Regions from separate parts of the Rattus norvegicus genome. Here regions 1 and 3 are each linked to region 2. Evidence: chromatin contacts called from public Hi-C data. All regions are on one chromosome and are shown on one strand. Each heading gives the region's core, a stretch centred on a gene start, on an enhancer-like site or on the middle of the called end of the contact. The rest is flanking DNA. Distances are from core to core; before and after follow the strand shown.

Region 1 (4,136 bases), core at 765-3,264, 310 kb after region 2:
GTAACCTAGACTGGCCTTGAATTCCCTGCATAGACCTTGAGTTCTGTACTTCCTGTCTCCCAGTGCTGGGGATTATGTAAGTGTCTCCATACCTGACAGTATAAATGTATGTATGTATGTATGTATGTATGTATGTATGTATGTATTTATTTATGGACAGTGTCTTTCTGCGTAGTCCTGGATCTCTCGCTGTAGACCAGGCTGGCCTCGAACTCACAGAGATCCACCAACCTCTGCCTCCTGGGTGCCGGGATTACACGGAGTGCACCTGTGCACTCAGCAGTATGGCTGTTCGTAATGCTTCCCATCTGCACTGTTAGAAGTGACCAACACGGTCAATTTTTGTGGTTTTTGCTTGTCTGCAATGCTCGCCTGAACCCAGGGCCTCTGCGAGCTAGCCAAGTGTGCTCTCGTGAGACAGCACATTTCCACTTTGACAGTAGACCCCTAAGGCTTTACGCCACCCTATGTGTATTTTATTTGCACTTATTTATTGTGTGCAAATGCTAACACAGGTGTGGAGATCAGAGACAACCTTTAGGACTCCGTTCTGTCCTCCTATCAGATACCACAAACTGAGGGACAAGTGCCTTTGTGTGCTGAGCCGTCTCCGAACCCCCCCCCCCCACATCCACAATTAATTAAAAGAAAAAAAAAACCGGGTATGGTGGCCCACATATTTAATACCAACACTAGGGAGGCAGAGGCCAGCCTGATCTACATACTGAGTTCCAGGCCAGCCAGAGCTACAAAGTGAGACCTTATCTCCAACCCCCTACTCCCAGAAAGGATTTGTGTGTGTATACTAATATTAATTTTTTAAAATTGTTTTTGTTTGATTGCTTTTATTTATTTATTTCTTTTTTGAAAGATCAGATCTCTCCATTCCTACTAGGCAGGAATAAATAAATAAATAGAAATGAATTAAAACCAAGGACCAAGTGTCCTCTGCCTCCCCTCCGGTGTCCGCGTGTGGAACTGCAGGTCCCCTCCCTAACCACAGACTTCCCATTGTTCTCCATCCTGCTCTCCTGGAATCCAGGAGTTGAAATTCTTGATCCTCCCAGGAAAGCTGGCTTGGTTCAGATACCTCGCAGAAGCGTCGTCGCGAGAAGCTTCCTCTTTTATTCCATAAAATCTGCCGTTTCTCCGTGTCATTACACCTTTGCACGGAGAACCCAGCCCTTGCTTTGGGGAACGACAGAGCCTCCTCGCTACCCCGCGGCTCCACGCAGTCCTCATCCGACACGTGGCAGCCCTTCTCAGCTCTGCACAGCGAGGTCCTGCAGCCTCCCCCTGGTGGACGCTTGGAGTTGAAACTCAAAGTGGCCATTCGTTCCAGTCTGAGCCCAGTGAGCCCCGCCAGCTGGCGCCAGCCTGCAGAGAAGGAGCGGGAGCCATGGGAGGGAAGTTGCATCCAGCGCCTGGTGCAGCTATCACGTCCCTGCCTTCACGGAAGTCCTTCCTTTGGCTCCTAAAAGTATTCGGTTATTTCCGGGCATAAACTGTGGCGCTTTGGCCTCAGACACTTAAGTCCTAGTCTGTCCGATGTTCTTTTACTGAGTCCCACTGAGGCACGATCGGGAAAATCATCCTGACGTGGGAGATAAAAGGAGTCGCTAGCTGAAGCCTCAGTTTCTAGAGCCGCAGCACAATTAACATTTGCTGTGAAGGTGCCCAACATAATGTGTGTGTGTGTGTGTGTGTGTGTGTGTGTGTGTGTGTGTGTAATTTTTTTCCACATAAAATGTTAAAATATCAATGAACTGTGCTTAAAGCCTAAGGGTCACACTGTCTCTATGTTGGCCACCATGACAGGGAATGTTAATTGCGTTGAGATTCCTGATGCTGGGATTTCAACCCGGTTTCAGAATGCTGTTCCCATCTGGGTGGCCCCTTAGGCTTGAAAAGCCGTGCTCGGCTTCCCGCCATCTCTCTGTCTACTCCCCTGCTGAGCAGGCACCGCCCCTTCACGGAGCTGCAGCCTCACTTCCGGCTTCCACCACGTTGCCTTCTCCCTGTGGGCTTCCTCCCCCTTCAGCAGCTGGAGACGGTCATCTTAGCACAGTCCTCACCTTCCATCCTGCCTTACTCACCAGTTAGTTATCTTGAACTGCGGATTCCTCATCTTCAATGGATGCTTCTGCTCCAGACGGAGTCCTAGCGTGTTAAGGAGACTTGCCCAGGGCTCTCTACCGGGACTTTCTTATCTGCATCTCCCTCCAAGATCCTCCCCCATCAACAGTCCTATCTCCTCTCTGATCTTGCAGGTACCCTACTGCCTACATTCCTTTCTACTGTTATGGAAAAATACCCTGAGGATAGCAAGGTAAAGAAGGAAGGCTTTGTGCTGACTCACAGTCCCAGGTTATTGCCCTCCAAAGCCTGGGCGTCTCGCAGCAGGGCTCAAGGACCTTTTGTTCAGTCCAAGCGATGGTGCCTCCCAGTTAGGGCCGGTCTCCTCACCTCGATTAATTACATCCAGATATTACCTCAAATACTTGCCCAGAGCTTGTCTCTGGCTAGTCTAGCTTCTGTCAAACCAACCAACACACTTTCTCAACCTACACACTTTCTTAGTGTGACCTTCCTCTTACACAGCGGGCAAGTCTAACCAGTGCGAGCGTGAGTGCGTGCGTGCGTGCGTGCGTGCGTGCGTGTACATATTGCACATGTGGACATTAGAGAAGAACTTGTGGAGAATCAATTCTCTCCTTCGTCAAGTGGGGGTGGAATTCATATTGTCAGAGGAGGGCAAGGACCTTTACCCACTGTTATCTTGCCGGCCCCCGATTTTTATTTATGTGTATAGACATTTTGCCTGCGTGTATGTCTACGTACCACCTGCACACCTGGTGTCCACAGAGGCCAGGAAAGGGTGTTGGATCCCCTGGAACCGGGGTTACAAATGGTTGTTAGCTGACATGTGAGTTCTGGGAATTAAATCGGGGTCCTTTGGAAGAGCTGCCAGTGCTCTTAGCCACCTCTCCAGCCAACCAAACTCCGACTTTTAAAACTTGTCACTCAAGGTCTTTGATGATAGGTCTATGGTGATCTATCTCCCTTAATCCAGTTTCTTCACACCCACCCAAGTACACCCTGTCAGTTAACTGGAGCACCGCTCCGGAGCACCAGGCTGCCTGTGCAAGGGCAAGCCAGATGTGAAATAGCACGTCAGTACTCCCAGCATCTGGAAGAGACTGCAGAGGATACAAAGTCAAGGCCAGCTTATACTGTGTGAGACCCCAGATAAAAACAAGCAACCAAATCCCTTGAAAGACCTCCTGGCGTGCCAGCTAAAGTACTTCCTGTTGGCTTGTGTATCAAGGCCACCTCTCTAGCCGCACACCCTTCCAGCGCCACCACCTGTTCGCCTTCAGAAGCTATTTTTGAAACCTTTCTCACCTGCCTTGGAGGCAGGAATTAATGTCCTGTTCTCAGTGTGCACTCTGTGCATGGAACAGGCTTTCAAACACTCCTCAAAATAATGGGTCGAGCCCCAGGCCTTTAATCCCTGGAGGCAGAGACAGGGCAATGTCTGTGGGTTCAAGGCCATATGTACACACACACATACTCATATATATACATATATAACTATGTATATATACACATACATATGTATATATATATCATACATAAATTTAGATTTTTTTAAAAGATTTATTCATTTATTATATATAAGTACACTGTCCCTGTCTTCAGACACACCAGAAGAGGGCATCAGATCCCATTACAGATGGTTGTGAGCCACCATGTAGTTGCTGGGAATCCAAGGCAAGGACCTTTGGAAGAGCAGTCAGTGCTCTCAACCTCTAAGCCATCCCTTCAGCCCCTCAGATAACAAAGAAATAAATCTCTTCAGCCCCTCAAACAAACAAACAAACAAGTCATGTTAAGTGTTGAAAGAAAAAATCAGCGTCATTTGAATAGGTTTATTGGAGCTGAAACCGTGCTGCAATCAAATAGTTACTAGTACAGGCTGTGTGACATCTCTCCAATATAAGGCTCTTTATCAACCCAAAACAGACAAACACTCATTCCTTCTGCAAGATAATTTGGCATCGAGCAGTTGCCCCAAGTGGGCTCTATGGCTGGACATAGATCAGGCTCTCTGGAAGGTTTGTTTGCACACCTGG
Region 2 (3,790 bases), core at 169-2,668:
AGTTCATGGCCAACCTGGTCTATACAGAGTTCCAGACAACCCGGGAGTTACATAGAGGAACTTAAAAAAAAAAAAAACAAAAAACCAACCCTCCCCTCCCCCTCCGCCTTCCTTCTCTTTTCTGGTCCCCGTTGCAGGTGACCCCTTGTGCCAGGTGACTGAGAGCTCTACTGCTGAGTCACACTACCAGCCCAACAGGTTGGGCAGCCTTCTACCTAGAGGAAGGTAGGGGTCCGAGATAGGGTCTTGGTATGCCTAGGCTGGCTTTGAACTCTCCACACTCCCTGCCAGGGTTGGACTAGAACCCATGTAAACAAAAGCACAGCCCATCAGGCACCAGGTATGTACTTGAAAACTGTGCTGTGGAGGGAGGCAGAGGCAGGTGAATGTCTTGGCTGAGCTTTGGGTCACGGTGAGAGACCATTTCAAACAAACCGATGGACTTGCACATGCGTGAGCACACACAGAGCACACCGGGAAGTGCCATTAGGACAGCTCTGAGCTCAAGCCCTAACCACATGGCCTTCATTGTACACTCGTCCCCTGGCAGCTTTGCCTCTTGGTTTCTTGTGGGTTGTGTTCATTGACATGTGTGTCCGGAAACACAGATACCAGCTGAGAGCTTGTTGGAAATGCAGAATGGGGGATCAGCCCCAGGGACCCCTTTTTCACTCTCCAGGGGGACACCGTGCTGGGGAATCTGTTAATCAGTATACCTAAGTGTGTGCTACACACGGGACACTGGACAGAGGCCTTCTGAACACTTGTACAGTGAACTCCCCACTGCGACAGCAGAGCCCTGGTACAAGGCAGACCACATCCTCACAAGGAGCTGCCGAGGTGTGGAATACCAAATGCTATTGCTGTCATGGAGACTCATGACATTTTCCTATGAGAAAACAGATATGACAGGAAACGATATTCCAGTCACACAGCTACTAGGAAAGGGGGCTGGTTACAGATCTGACCTGACCTGACTTTTCACAGCTTCTTCTTGGAGGTGAACTAGAAAGGGCTAGAGTTCACCCTGGTCAACCCTTGGATTTCACTTTAGTTCAAGCTCACCCTCCGGTTTCTCTGTTGTGTCTCCTCAGAATTCCCTCTGTTCTCCAAGTATCCATCTGCCTCAGAGTAAGGATGATAAGCAAAGGAGTCTGTGCATGGGGCTGAGGGCAGGTAAGCCCTGGCCCTCACATCTAGGAAGATTTAAGAGTCAGTAAGCTTGGGTGCAGGGACCCACTCTCTACTCCGGGGGTGCTTGAGGGAAGGGGATCATGATTCCTAATTGACCAAACCCAGGAGGGGTGAGTAAAAACTGCTTTTCCATGTCAGCTCTGCCTCTCTGGAAGCTTCTGAGGCTCAAGTCAGAGACAGGAGGCCCCAGCTGTCCAAACAGACAGTGTTTGCTCTGTTCTCAGGCCACTACTGGGACGGACTCTAAAGCTGTCCAGAAAAAGCAGTCACAGAGCAGAGGTCCCTGCTGGCCTAACACAGTGGGATGGCCCAAGGCCAGGTAATGCAATCAGTAAACAAGACAGAGGAGAAGCCTCGGTCAGGAACAGACTCACCACACCGCAAGTCCCACCACACAGCAGGGAGGGACCTCGACAGACTGGTCAGAAGACACAAAGAGGCCAAGCCAGCCTAAAAAGTTTATTACAGGTGTGTGATCGGGCGGATGTCACGTGAACATCCAAGTGTGCCAGTAAGAAAAGACCCAAGAGAGCCTCTGCCCACCCACTCCTTGGCTCCTCACCTCCCCAGACTTACTCATTACCCTAAGTTAACGTGTCCTGTTTCAGTTGGAGTCTTAGGAAATCAAATCAAATCAATCCCCAATAGTGCAGACCTTTCTACCAGGCGCACCAGAGGAGTGAAGAGTGTCCCCACACACTCCTACTGGGTGTAGGACATCAGAACCCACACTCATGATCCACGGTCCGGCTGTACAACCCCACCCACCCCTCTGTGTGCGGGGAGCAGCAGGCTCTCTGACCCACATGGCACAGCTCAGTCAGGGAGCGGGCCATCACGCAGTGGAGCACAAGGTCAGTTCCTGGGCAGCGCAAAAGATCGAGGTGGAGCACGTGGTGACTTCTTCGGCGATCACAGCCAACACTTGGCTAAGAGCACTGAGCAGGAACTAGGGCAAAGAGGGGTGCTGAGTGCCGCAGAGGCTGTCCTGCCGCTGGGAGGGAGGGCAAAGCCACAGGCCCACTAGGCATTGTATGAAGAGGACGACACACTGCCACCGTGGCCTGTCCAGTTGGTGTGGATGAATTCTCCTGGTTTGGATAAGAGTTCATAGGTGTGGGCCCCAAAGTAGTCCCGTTGAGCCTAGGGGAGGATCGAACGCAGCTGGTCAGGGTGGTTCGCAGGCACACAGCCTTAGGAACCAGCCAGGTTAAGGCACCACGCCCTCCCAAGCTCACCTGGATGAGGTTGGCGGGCAGCATCTCATGTCTGTACCCATCGTAGAAGGAGAGGGCGGTTGTGAAGCAGGGCATGGGGATGCCCGCTTGCACCCCGGTGCTGATCACCCGGCGCCAGGAGTCCTGAGCAGAGAGCAGAAGGTCAGCGGCTGGGTTTGCCCCAGACACACTGAGCTTCCGGTCTCCAGGACAGACTCCAGAGAGACATCAATGCTACTAAACGAGACCCAGAGCACACAGCACCACCCGTTGCCAACAACGTACCTGGCAGTCGTCGACTGCTGACTTAAAGAAGTCATCTAGCAGTAGGTTCTGAAGTTCTGGGTTTCGCTCAAAGGCATCTTTAATTTTTCCCAGGAATACACTGAAATAATTTGCAAGAAATCAACCTTAAAGCAAGAGCAGCCAAGCCCCTGGAAATAAGCGCCAGCACTCGCTCTGCAGAGGTGCAGGTCACAGCCCGTGCACCAGAGCCAGCGGGACCTTCCCAAGTAGAGAGCCAATGAGGCGGCTCAGCAGCTTGGTCCGCCACCAAGTCCGACAGTGAGAAAACCAACCCCCACAATGGGCTTCTGAGGTCTACACACAACTGTGGCACACTATGTACCACCCTGCACATGCAGACAGACAGATGGACAGAGAGACAGAATGTGGTGTTGCGTGTGCGTTTTGCATGCATGTATGTCTGTGCACCAGGTGCACACAGTGCCAAAGGAGGCCAGAGAGGGCACTGTACCCCTTGGGACTAGAGTTACAGATGGTATGAGTCACCTTGTGGTTGTTGGGAATTGAACCTGGGTCCTCTGGAAGAGCAGGCAGTGCTCTTAACTGCTAAACCATCTCTCCAGTCCCATAAAAATTATTTAAAAAAAATTTTTTTTTCAAGTACAGAGAGTGAGGTGGAGACAGAAGGATCAGTAGTTCAAGGCCAGCCTGGGCTATTTGAGACCACTTCCCCCATCAAACAAAAGGCTCTAGGAGTCAACTCCAGGGGATGGGTTAGGTCAAAGTTCCTGAGTGCTCAAGCCCCTCATAAACTAGCCTCGGACTTAATGAGACAGTGACAGGGCTCAGCGGGCAAAGGAGCTGCTGCGAACCCTGAAGCCTCACAAGGCAGACAGAAAGGACTGGGGGGGAGGGGGGGAGGTATTCTAACGGGCAGCTCCGTAACATTTTATGATGGTGTGCTTGTGTAGACTTTTGGTTGTGGCATTTCCAGGGATCAAACAGACAAACAGCAGAAGAAAAGCTCAAATCAAAGAAAGGCTACATGGGATCCTAACAAGATGGACTCTCAGCTCTTGAACCAATTTCCAGACCCAGACCCTCCTGAATGAAAGGGACCTACGGCCTTTTGC
Region 3 (4,066 bases), core at 1,311-3,810, 410 kb after region 2:
CCTCGAACATTTGGCCTGGAACATGAAGGGCAGGGACCTGTGCTCCACTTTCTATCCAGAGCCAGCCCTGGGCGTTCCTTCCTTCCTATCTGCAGCAAGGCAGGGACAGCAAAGCATGGCTGTGACAGCCCCAGCGGATACTGCCACCAAGTCCTTGGAGAGCTCAATCCCTAGGAGAGAACTGACCTGGAAAGTCCTCTTCTCTGCCTTCACTTGTGCACTGTGGTGAGCACACAAACACACAAATACAGAAATTCGTGGGGCTGGAGAGATGGCTCAGCGGTTGAGAGCACTGGCTGCTCTTCCAGAGGTCCTGAGTTCAGTTCCCAGCAACCACATGGTGGCTCACAACCATCTGTAACGGGATCTGATGTCCTCTTCTGGTGTGCATGAAGATAGCAGTGTGCTCATATATAATAAATAAATAAACCTTTTTTAAGACAGAAATACATGTAAGCAGAATGCTAGACGACAGGAATTTTTAGAAATGCTGAGTCAGGATCCTTCTGAAGTTTAGGAGACAGTGCTGTACCAGGCAAGCTTGTTGAAGTGAGAAGACCCCACGGAGCCCTGCTGCTGTAAACCCCGAGAGCTCACAGCTGGGCCGCAGCGAGCAGGATGGGCTGTGCAGTCCATGGGGTGGAAGGGTGAAGCTGCGGGTCAGAGCGCTGTAATATGCACCCTGTGTAAAATGACTGCATGATGCTCAACAGTGGCGTTTCTCCAGCCAGCACTGCACTGCAGGATCCTCCTTGGGTTAACAGGAAAGCTCCCATGCGTTTGTGTATGGTGGCCCCTAGTGGCTGTTCTTGGCGTGTCAATGCGTCTTAGGGGCCAAGCCACTGAGACCCAACTTAGATCCACTGAGACCCACTGGGCCTTTGCGCACAGAGCAGAGTTGGAAGATCTTGCTCATGGGAGCTCCGATTCCCAGTCTGAAGGCTTTGTGGAGGACTTCCAGTGTTTTCTGGAGATCACAGTGGCTCAAGCCATTCTAAGTAGAGTCCTTTGGAAAAGTTAAATTAGTTTATGGGACTCTAGGTTAATACTGTTTGTTTGCTTGCTTGTTTGTTTGTTTGTTTAAGACAACATTTCTCTGTGTAACCTTCACTGTCTTAGATAATTTCTTTTAGACAAGGCTAGCTTTGAACTCACAGAGAGCTGCCTGCCCCTGCCTCCCAAGTGCTGAGATTCGAGGCAAGCACCACCATGCCCAGCTTGCTTGACTCTCTTAACATAATGACACTGTTTCCAAATTGGTATGGATGTAGTAGACAGGAGATCTGAGACCCATTCAGCCATTGGGCACTATTTACCCCGTGCCTGTTGGTGCTAGGCCCTAGGAGAACGGGCAAGCAGAGTGGACGCACCCTGGCCTGCCTTCCAGCACAGAGGAAAGAGACAATAAGCAGATGTTCCAACAAGACACTCAGAAAACTAGGACAGTGAGACAGGGCTGTGTGACAAGAGGTGAGGGCGCAGGATTGGCTCCCCTAGAAAGGTACCTTGAGGCTGAGATGAAGCCAGCTCTGGCCCAGGTGGTGGAACCCAACACAGAGGCTGACCAGCAGAAGACTAGGGAGAGCTTGGCTGCAGAGGGCACAGCGCTGACCACACGGGGCCTCACAGGCAACCCCAGGACTAGGACATGGATTTTCAGGAAGGACTAGGTGGGGGTGGTGTCATCTCTCCTGACCTGTGTAGACTGTGATAGTCACTCAGTAGCAGAAAGTAGCAGTAGTAGAAAGTAGCAGTAGCAGAAAGTAGCAGTAGTGGACGGTGTGAGCGGGCTATGAGCCAAGGCCAAGTAGTAGTTCAGATGGAAACAGCAGGGAAGAGCCGCAGCATCCATACTCAGTCCAGGCAGGGGTCACCATGAAGCCATGCGTGGTCCGTCCCCAGAGCAGCAGTGCTGGTGCCTGAACTAGAGTGAGAACAGGTGAGATGAAGGAGAGAGAACCCAGAACATTCTGCTGAGTTCTGCAGCAATTGAGTCCATACAGAGGCTGGGGTGTGCCCTGGAGATGAGGCTTGAGGCCACTGTGCCTTTTCCCAGGCCCTAGTAGTTACTCTGGCCCCTTCCTGAGCCTAGCGTGGGTTGGAAGGGAGTGGACGACAGAAGAAAGGAGTGTGGATTCTAGGGCTCCAAGGGTGGATATTGTATCAGTAGAAGGAATCCCGTGCTGTGTCAAGTATTCAGCATGATGTCAGCCCCATCTGGACAGGTTTCCAACCTGTTTCGTGGGCTTTCAGGGCGAGGGCCCCATTAGGCTTTTGAGCAGCTGACGAGCAGATACTCGGGAGCCGTCGCCCAGGCTCTGGCACATTCCCGGGTACGCCCTTGGCATGGAGTAGTGCCTCGTCCAGCATGTCCCCGTCTAGGACTCATGGGCCACTGAGAGTGGATGGTGTGAGGACTGTCCTTAGCCTGTCAGTCCCACGCTCCCTCATTCCCCGAGTGCAGCTCCTTGGTAGCAGGGCTGCCAAGGCCCCGCCCCACCAGCTGCTGCGTTATTTCTGACTTGTCCAAGAGTTCAAGTGTGTAACCCAAACCCCTAGATCCTCCTTCTCTCCCCCAGCTCCTTCTGGAGGAGGAGGCTCTGGGCTGCTCTCTCGGGCTGGCTGTAGCTCAGGCCAGTGACACCTGGGCACAGCCGCTGGCCTTCACAGCTATCTTCAGGAGCTGTCCTCAAACAGGTGGGGTGGGTGTGAGAGGGTGGCTATGGCAGCCCTTCCAGTGCCCTGGGAAGACCCTCTAGAGGGACTCCTTGGTGCCTTGCCCAGGAGCTGGCCACTTGAGTTCAGTAGGGGCTTTGCACAGGGTATTGTTACTGATCTCTGGGTTTCTTAAGCCCAGGGCCCCAGAGAGCCACCTCTGATCAAGTCCCTTTACTTGTGCTTGCTCCTTGCATTGAAAACCTAGAACTCTTGGGGCTTCGTTTCTCATTCGTCCTGTGGCTCTGAATAGAAACCTTGGCTGTTCCCCGCAGCCTCTGCTCTGGAATAAGAGCTCCTCAGCTGTACTACCTGGGCCTCAGGTCAGAAGGCATGGAGGGCCCACCACCTCCCCTACAACCTCTCCTGTGCTTTCAGAAATGAGGTCCCTACTGGGGAGGGTCTGTTTGAGAAAGGGCTGCATCACTTACAAGGGTTGGTATTAGAGTATATCTCATCCTGATAGTCTCCCCATAATGTTCCCCGTCTCCTTACAGGGGTCCCCAGAACTGGGCCACGGGGATGAACCGTGAGGGAGCACCCGGGAAGAGTCCGGAGGAGATGTACATTCAGCAGAAGGTCCGCGTGCTGCTCATGCTGAGGAAGATGGGGTCAAATGTGAGTGCCTGGGGGCTGTCCAGGAGCAGGGCCTGCTGCCCTGAAGGAGGGAAGGTACAGCTGCAGTTACTTCCTGGGGAGGGCTGTGGGCCTGTGGATTAATCTCTCTGCTGCCAGTTCAGGAATCCCCAACGCAGAGCCCACACGCTCACTTTAGGGAGCATTGCTGAGGTTATCTTTCCACTCCATTTTTATTTTGGGCAGGGACGGTGAGGACTTTACCCCTCCTTTCTGATCCTCAGTGACCTCAGAGAGGCTTCTCTCCTGGGGCAGATACGGGGCAGCTGGGCAGGGCGACCACTGGAGAGAGCAGTAGAGCAAGCACAGGGCATCTTTTGAAAAAGAAATGGAGAAACCCGAGACTGCTGATGGCCATTGGTGTGTGGCCGGGGACTGGGCTTTCATATCTACCCCACCCCAGAGTAGACACTGATCTAGATCCAGAGTGGCAGGCATGTGAATGTCGGGGACCAGGACGGGAGCAGGATGTGACTGCTGGGACAGATGCCAGGCATAGAGGGCAAGGAGCAAGAGGGGAGGTGCAGGGGCAGCAAGTGCGGGGTCCACGCTCCTCTCTCATCTCAGCGCTTTCACCCTGCAGCTGACTGCCAGCGAGGAGGAATTCCTGCGCACCTATGCAGGGGTCGTCAACAGCCAGCTCAGCCAGCTGCCACAGCACTCCATCGACCAGGGTGAGCCAAGGGCCAGGCACAAAGCTGAATGGGTGGCCTGG

The links. Hi-C and Micro-C count contacts between places; a contact is called where the count stands out from the background.
Region 1: a contact with region 2 is called in a Hi-C map of liver, with 5 times the contacts expected there. The contact joins two enhancer-like sites. A contact is called at or near these places in 3 of 12 Hi-C or Micro-C datasets (kidney, liver and mammary epithelial cells).
Region 3: a Hi-C map of Schwann cells shows a contact between it and region 2, with 9 times the contacts expected there. The contact joins two enhancer-like sites. A contact is called at or near these places in 9 of 12 Hi-C or Micro-C datasets (the A7r5 cell line, the Rat2 cell line, Schwann cells and 6 more).

What each region holds. Positions count from the first base shown.
Region 1 is chr5:165,168,872-165,173,007 of GRCr8, forward strand. It overlaps Rbp7 (retinol binding protein 7), which reads right to left. Exons shown (of 4, transcript NM_001108693.1): 4 at 3,914-4,136. The coding sequence ends at 4,103. Among named protein-coding and RNA genes, the nearest start is that of Rbp7, 6.5 kb to the right of the region's middle. Within about 2 kb of position 2,015, at least 69 of the 93 cell types and tissues checked have an H3K27ac peak or open chromatin away from gene starts, as enhancers often do. A contact at or near this core is called in liver, where this site is marked.
Region 2 is chr5:164,864,198-164,867,987 of GRCr8, forward strand. Pgd (phosphogluconate dehydrogenase) reads right to left here. Exons shown (of 13, transcript NM_001305435.1): 11 at 2,697-2,796; 12 at 2,433-2,555; 13 at 1,633-2,337. The coding sequence ends at 2,218. Among named protein-coding and RNA genes, the nearest start is that of Cenps, 9.5 kb to the left of the region's middle. Within about 2 kb of position 1,419, at least 33 of the 93 cell types and tissues checked have an H3K27ac peak or open chromatin away from gene starts, as enhancers often do. A contact at or near this core is called in liver, where this site is marked.
Region 3 is chr5:165,269,016-165,273,081 of GRCr8, forward strand. Ctnnbip1 (catenin, beta-interacting protein 1) reads left to right here. Exons shown (of 5, transcript NM_001173388.1): 3 at 3,213-3,333; 4 at 3,935-4,025. The coding sequence starts at 3,238. Among named protein-coding and RNA genes, the nearest start is that of Ctnnbip1, 26 kb to the left of the region's middle. Within about 2 kb of position 2,561, at least 2 of the 93 cell types and tissues checked have an H3K27ac peak or open chromatin away from gene starts, as enhancers often do.